Regions from separate parts of the Sus scrofa genome. Here region 2 is linked to region 1. Evidence: chromatin contacts called from public HiChIP or PLAC-seq data. All regions are on one chromosome and are shown on one strand. The core of a region is the stretch at or near the end of the contact, and the rest is flanking DNA. Distances in the headings are between cores, read along the strand shown.

What was found. HiChIP or PLAC-seq counts read pairs in DNA pulled down with a chosen protein or histone mark.
Region 2: a contact with region 1 is called in an H3K27ac HiChIP or PLAC-seq map of skeletal muscle. The contact joins two enhancer-like sites. A contact is called at or near these places in 16 of 47 Hi-C or Micro-C datasets (adipocytes, alveolar macrophages, brain and 10 more) and 2 of 2 datasets of contacts at active chromatin or transcription factors (alveolar macrophages and skeletal muscle).

Annotation. Positions count from the first base shown.
Region 1 is chr13:139,749,300-139,752,484 of Sscrofa11.1, reverse strand. LOC102162379 (a long non-coding RNA gene) reads right to left here. Exons shown (of 5, transcript XR_001303087.2): 4 at 2,905-3,113; 5 at 1-2,682. Among named protein-coding and RNA genes, the nearest start is that of NDUFB4, 20 kb to the right of the region's middle. Within about 2 kb of position 1,339, at least 50 of the 83 cell types and tissues checked have an H3K27ac peak or open chromatin away from gene starts, as enhancers often do. A contact at or near this core is called in alveolar macrophages, fetal liver, fetal skeletal muscle and 4 more, where this site is marked.
Region 2 is chr13:139,858,765-139,862,183 of Sscrofa11.1, reverse strand. All of the region lies in intron 2 of FSTL1 (follistatin-related protein 1), which reads right to left. LOC110256418 (a long non-coding RNA gene) reads left to right here. Exons shown (of 3, transcript XR_002337887.1): 2 at 1,256-1,440; 3 at 2,012-2,094. Among named protein-coding and RNA genes, the nearest start is that of FSTL1, 13 kb to the right of the region's middle. Within about 2 kb of position 1,648, at least 42 of the 83 cell types and tissues checked have an H3K27ac peak or open chromatin away from gene starts, as enhancers often do. A contact at or near this core is called in alveolar macrophages, fetal liver, fetal skeletal muscle and 4 more, where this site is marked.

The DNA of each region.
Region 1 (3,185 bases), core at 90-2,589:
TGGTATGGGCATTTTCTCTAAAAGACCTGAAAAACATTGTTGGGCTGGTCCCATTGACCCCTGGAGATCAATGGGAGGGGGAGGTGGGCAGCAGCTTGGCAGCAACCAATGCTCAAGGCAGTACTGCAGGATGCAAGGGCAGCAGGCTAGGAGGACAGAGACAGGAGAAATATAACAAGACGACATGACCCAATAGCTAAGTGGTGAACCCGTGTAGAATAATTATTCTACATTTTATTTTAAGTGTTAGTTTTTGCCAGATCTTGAAATCTTTCAGAGCTCAGTCTGCAGTGGGTTCATCCCCATTTACATTAACATTTGCTAGTGAGCCAAGGACCATACAGAGAAATAACAAGAAAGAAACACTGACAGAAACACAGATTCAGAGAAAGGGGAATTACAGAAGGAGATACACATAAAGAGATACATAGACAGTTTGAGAAAATAGATGAAAAATAGAGGAAGACAGAAAGCAATTGAGGAGGGAAGAACAGAGAGAGAGACCTATTAAGACATCCAAGACCCAGCTAGTGTTCTGGGAGAAGCTAGCTGGCTCCCCTAGGACGAAAATCAGGCCGTCCTGGATTGAGCCTCCCAGGATTAAGAACCTAAGAGAAACCACAAAGATTCATTGTTTTGTTTATCCGGAGGTTTTGGCTCCTGGCAACTTCGGTGCCGACGTTCTGACACACTGCCTGAGCTCCCCCTGCTGGCGGCTCTGCAGAATCTCACCGTCTGGTTCCAGAGTGGGATCAGATTACGTAAGTCTTCTTCGAGATTGGCCCACCGTTTTCCTTTTTTATTTTATTTTTTATTTTTTTTTATTTTCTCAAGTTCCTAGTTCTCCGAAGTCTGTCCTGGGAGACCCAGCCCAAATAAGAGTGCAAGCGGGAGACTGGCTGAGCAAACGCTAGCTGAACATGTGCGACATACAAAGTGCTGTGGAAAGGCCTTTAGGGAGTTTATTTGGCCTTTAGTCTTCTCACTTCAAGTGTCCGTTAGAATTAAACTGACCTTCTGGGGATGGAGTGAGGGCACTTTCCTGCCCAGTTCTGACCAACTAGACCAGCTTTCCAAAGTAAGTCCTGGGAAATGCCTACGAGGGCAACAGTGATGGCGCGCCCTTCTTTTTTCCCTTCTCTTTCTCCCTGTTCATCTTCTTCCCCGCACAAAGAAGAGGAATTGCATTGTGCAAAACTCCTGGGACGGGAAGGAGAGAAACACAAATCTCCCCAAATGCCAAGCCGATCTTACTGCTAAGAATAACCTTTATCTCGGGAAGAAAGACAGAAGACCTGCCTCTCTTTCTTCCTCCCCGCTTCCCCCCAACCCCCACACTCTGTCGATGGTGGATTTTAAAGGGGCAGCAGCACCCACGCCTAAGAATACACTGAGCGCTGTTTTTCCTAAAGTGCTTGAGTTTTTGAGTCACAAAGTCCAGAGAGGGGCAACGTGGGAGGAGAGAACTTGAGTCCAGAGGACCAGGGACAGAGGTGAGGGAGGAGGCAAGAGGGAAATGGAGGGGAAGAGCAAGATCAGGACACAGGGATCTCTGTTCCACCCTGATCCTAGGCTTCTGCAGCCCTGAGGAGCAGACTGACAGGGGTAGGCAGACCCTTTGGGGGAGGGTGACCCTGGGGTGGGCAGTGGGCCCCCCACTCTGGCTGTATTTGAGGATCACCTTGAGGGAGGGGGCAGATTTCCAGACCTCTGGCTAGGATGTATGCTCACAGAAAGGAGTCCTTGTTCCCCTAAAAACCCGAACCATCTCTTGTCAAGGACTCTGGAACATCAGAAAGGATTCCCTTCTTTTGTTAACTAAAAACTAAATAGATTCTTACAGTGACCTGCATTGCAGAAAGTAGCAATGGCCCTTGGAAAAATGGAGCCACTTCTTTAGTCCTCTGTTCTGCCCTTGTCCACTGTTTCTTTCTCTTACCCACCTTCCCTCCCCTAGCTTTTTCCTTTCATCATGGGTTCAGCCTTTTGCTCACACTATCTTGTGGTCTCCCCAGGCTCTGGCTTCCTTCTCACTCACCTTTCATGTTCTCCTGCATTTGCTTCCTGGGCCAGAGTGCCCTCCTTGTGGAAGCAAGAGAAAGAAAGGATTGTCATGTCTGCTTGGGATCCCCAGATGCCTGATGCCACATAGCCTTTGAACAGGGCAAATGGATACCCTACAGAGCTTGAGGAGAGTCTATCTCTGGGTCTTTCTTTACTCACACTCAGTCTACAAACTACCACTGGAAAACTACTGGACGGTTGACAGCCCATACATTGTAGTACCTTCTATCTTGAACAGCCCTTGTCCATTTCTACCATGCGAAAGCATTTTAGTGACTCATGAGTCAATAGGAGCAGAAGTGCCTGGGCAGTGTGATAATAATAATGGTTATTTATCACAAATGAAAGTTATATTTCTATATAACTGAAACTGATCCAGTTCTGCTATTGTCAAATAAAAGGAAAAAGCCTAAAAACATCAAAAAGTAAAAAATTAAAGAGGAACACTTTTCAGAAGATGTCATTTCTTTGTATTTCTCTAGCTAAATAAATTGTAGCAATTTCCAAAATGTTCCTGGAGAAGAAACGATTTTAGAAGCAAACTCTTCAGTGGCTTTGTGGTGTGGGTTTGGGCTGCTTGTGACCAGTAGAGGGCAGACTTCAGTTGTAAATGGGAGCCTGCAGAGTGGACAACAGGGGAGAAAGGGCAATTTAGGATTCCAAGGTTGTAAACTGTTTATTTCATGCTACGCATAGCCCAGAGATCATAATCTAAGATTCTTGACATGACACGAGAGACTAGATTCCAGGAAATCAGTTCTAAGCAGGGAATGACATAACTGTCGATGTTGCTTTGCTTCTAAGATTAAAGCCTAGGCAGAAAAGGCTAGTTTTGCATACCTCCTCTGGGCGCTGCAAGCTGCTGTTTGTGAGTCACCCCAGTGACTAATCCCCAGCCTGGGTCTGCCACAGTCCTTCAAAGATGTAGACTGTTTAGAATGGAGATGGTTGTATCTGACTTGGAAAAGCAGGTGTGGTATCCAGTACTTGGTGAAGTTCCTGCGGCTGGTCATTCCCTTTTGTTTAATGACCATAGAGAAACCTGTTCCCTGGGAAACAGAGATAAGAATGAAGACCATTAAAATGTTTCTTTAAGATCTGAGCCAGCCTAGCAACGCCAC
Region 2 (3,419 bases), core at 399-2,898, 110 kb before region 1:
GACTTCAATTCTGACACTATACAAGTGGCCTTATTAGGAAGGTGGCAGACAGCATTGGGCTGGCCTCCCATTCAGAACCTGGAGTCACCACAATCTGGCACACTGTTATTGTCTAGAGGGATTCTAGAACCAGAGTGCAGCTAAGGTACTGAGCATTTTTTCTCCCCCTGGCCGCACCTGTAGCATTCCAGGGATGGAATCTAAGCTGCAGGTCCAACCAAAACCATAGCTGTAGCAACACCGGCTCCTTAATCCACTGAGCTGGGCTGGAGCTCAAACCCGCACCTCAGCAGTGACCCAAGCCGCTTCAGAGACAATGCTGGGTCCTTAACCCACTGTGACACAGCAGGAACTCCAAGGTACTGAGCATTTTTAAGCAGGACTAAAACACGTCCATTGGCCTCTGCTTCCTTCCTGCGCTCACCATTTCAAGTCACTTGATTTCACCACTGAGTTTTCAAAGGCCAAAGAGCAGTGCCCTCAGCTGTAACAAGAGCCCTGCACTGATTTAGAGAGGGCTTAGGGACCAGGGCAGGAACTTCATCAGTTCCTTTTGAGGAAACCCAGGATCCTGGTCATGGGCCAGGCAACATGTTGAGAAGGCAAGAAAGGTTCCGGAAAACAAAATTAGGGTCCAGGCAACATTTTCAGACAACTATTTTTGAAAGCCACTTGAATACTAAATCATTATTTTGAAAAGAAAATGTGAGCATTTACAAAAGTCAGAGGAAAGTCTTGTGTTTGGGTGTTTTTAGAAGGTCGATAAAAGCTCAAGTTGCATACTTGGGAATTTTTGGGATGCTTTCTTTCTTTTTTCTTTTTTAAAAAGATTCTTTGCTCAACCCCAAGAGGACCCAGCATCCTTCCTTCCTTGCCCAGTGTTGTGCAGGAGCTGCTTTCTAAAGTGGAAAATCAAGTGATTCCTTTCTGCAGAATAAATATCTGTTGGAATTCCTGGGAATGAAGGCTGTTCAGGTGCCACTTACATTTTACTCAATCTATGTAGGAGGAAGTAAGGGACAAGGAATGTCCCTTGCTTTTACTCATTCCCTTTTCCCATTCCTGGGTCAGCTTCTCTTTCAAACTGTTCCTCCTTGGGCCATCAGTTAAGATAAGAGCCAATCAAATATTCTAACTCCATTAAATACACTACTTTGACAATCCAACCCCAAATAAATGCCTGTTTCCTTTCCTATGGATAGGACCTCAGAGCTGAGTTTGAGAGCTCACCTACTCTAGCCCCCATGTTTTGCAGATGAGGGATCCAGTGACTTGTCCAAGCTCACTCCACCATGAATGGCATGAAGCTTGCTACCTGGGTGCTACCATCTGTCCTTGGTTCACTGCAGCCCATCTCTGGCAACAAGAGGAGGCTTGCTGGAAGCCGGCTCACCTCAGGGAGCTCTATAAACTCAGCCACAGCTTCAGCCACCACTGCAGGTATAGTCTCAACTCTGAACCTCTCAAGACAGCTGGACCTGACAGCCTCATAAATTCATTCACCTGCTTCTTATATGTGCGGCTCAGGCCAGTCCCCAGAGACAGTGGAAGTCTAGCTAAGAAAAAGAGGGCAGGGGGCAGGGATGAGTGAAGAGAGACAACCCAAGTCAGAGCTGCAGAACTGTGCAGATTGTGCTGAAAAGGCTCACTGCCAAGCAGACACTGTCTAGACTTTAACTGGCCTCTCCAGAGGGGGGTGTGGGGAGGAGGGGGAACAAGGCCGGAAAGCCTGCCTGCTTTTTGTTCAGCTAATGCAAACACATGACACAACCTCTGACAGGCTCCAGGCTGGGAGTTCACTCCAAGATAGTTCTTCCTCGGGGCTGGAATTCAGCTGTGGGCTGAGGGAAGCTGTGCTAATCCAGCAATCAGGGAGAAGCTAGGAATGTTTTTCTCAATCCCTGGGGAATCATAGTTCCCAAACTAGATTGAGTTGGGCCAAGAGCCAAAAGTAGCACATTTGTGGGTGCACAAGAACAGATTTTAAAAATTTCCATTTGTATCATTTTAGGTAATCCATGAGGAAAATCCACAAAAATACAGAACTGGCTTTGGATGGAGGCCTGCTATGAAAACTTTCTAAGACTCTGAATGATATCAATTTACAAAATGTACAGAGGAGAAATGGCAACCATGGTCCAATAAGCATCATGTATCTGCAAGAAAATGGGTTTGGGGAGCTCTGCATATCAGTTAGGAAAAAGGCGGTCCTCCTTATGGGTGGGCAGACAAGCCCCAGAGCAGAGCACAGAGACTGGCAAGCAGAGTACAGGATGGAGAGAGCCCAATTTGCCCCCTTGGCCAGCCATGCTTGTGCAGTAGACAGTCTGAGCAACCAAACCCAGACACTTAGCTGGAGTCTTAGAGCTGTCCTGCAATGCGGTCTTATTCAATATGGAACAGTTGTAAATACATCTGAAGGATAAAGAAACTGCTTAAAGCATCTCCTGAGTCACTGACCATTACGCATCAAGTGCTCTAATGGAACAACTATACTTCAATGTGGGTCAAAGAAGCACCTGGACATGAGCCAAGCTGAGGCCATGCCCATGTCTACGTGGCCAGAATCACCATGACCAGGCCTGGAGTACTGATCCAGGCACTTACAGCTGTTAGAGCACGAAGTTAAAGGGCAGCTGTTTTTGAGACCATGTTAACTTGAGAAAAGCTCCTTGCTTGTTTTCAAAGTCACTTTCAGGAATAAGACTCGGTAAACTGGCACAACATGGGAAATCAACTATCTTTAATAGAACATTTAAAAAATTTAAAAAAGGAAATAAGATTTAGTGAACCTTTGAAGTCCTGGGTTTGTATCCTGGCTTTACTATTTACTAGGTGGCTGATTTGGGGTAACTGAATCCTCTAAGCCATGGCTTCTCTGCCGATAAATGAAGATTATAGTAATTGCATCAGTGGGTTGTGATAATTAGATAAGATAAGGCTCTTTCCCTCTCCTCCCCACTGTTGTCTGGCTAATACCACTCATAGTTGGGGCTCAGCTTGGGGACACTCCCTCTTGGAGGCCTTCCTGAAACCCCAAGTGCCAGGTTAGGCTGTCAGCCCTGTCCTAGCCCTTACTGTGCTGGATAATTCTGAGCCCCTCCGTGTCCAGTCTGCCTCCCCACCCCACCCCCAAACTGCAAGCTCCTTGGGGACAGGGTCTGTGTCTGAGTCACTAGCACTAACTCAGTGCCTGACAGAGAACAGGTTTGTGATACATTTTTACTTTCTGTCCTTCAGTAGGAGGAAATGTTACTTAGTCCCAGAGGGGTGAAGCAAAATAATGCATCAAGACTTTGTGCAGCTTTCTCTCTGCATGAAATGTGAACCTGGTGCTCTGTGCATGTTTTGGCAGTTCCCAAAGGCAGCCCAAACACTCCGGATGACCTCTGTGTAATGGTGGACAGAGATGAGAAGGA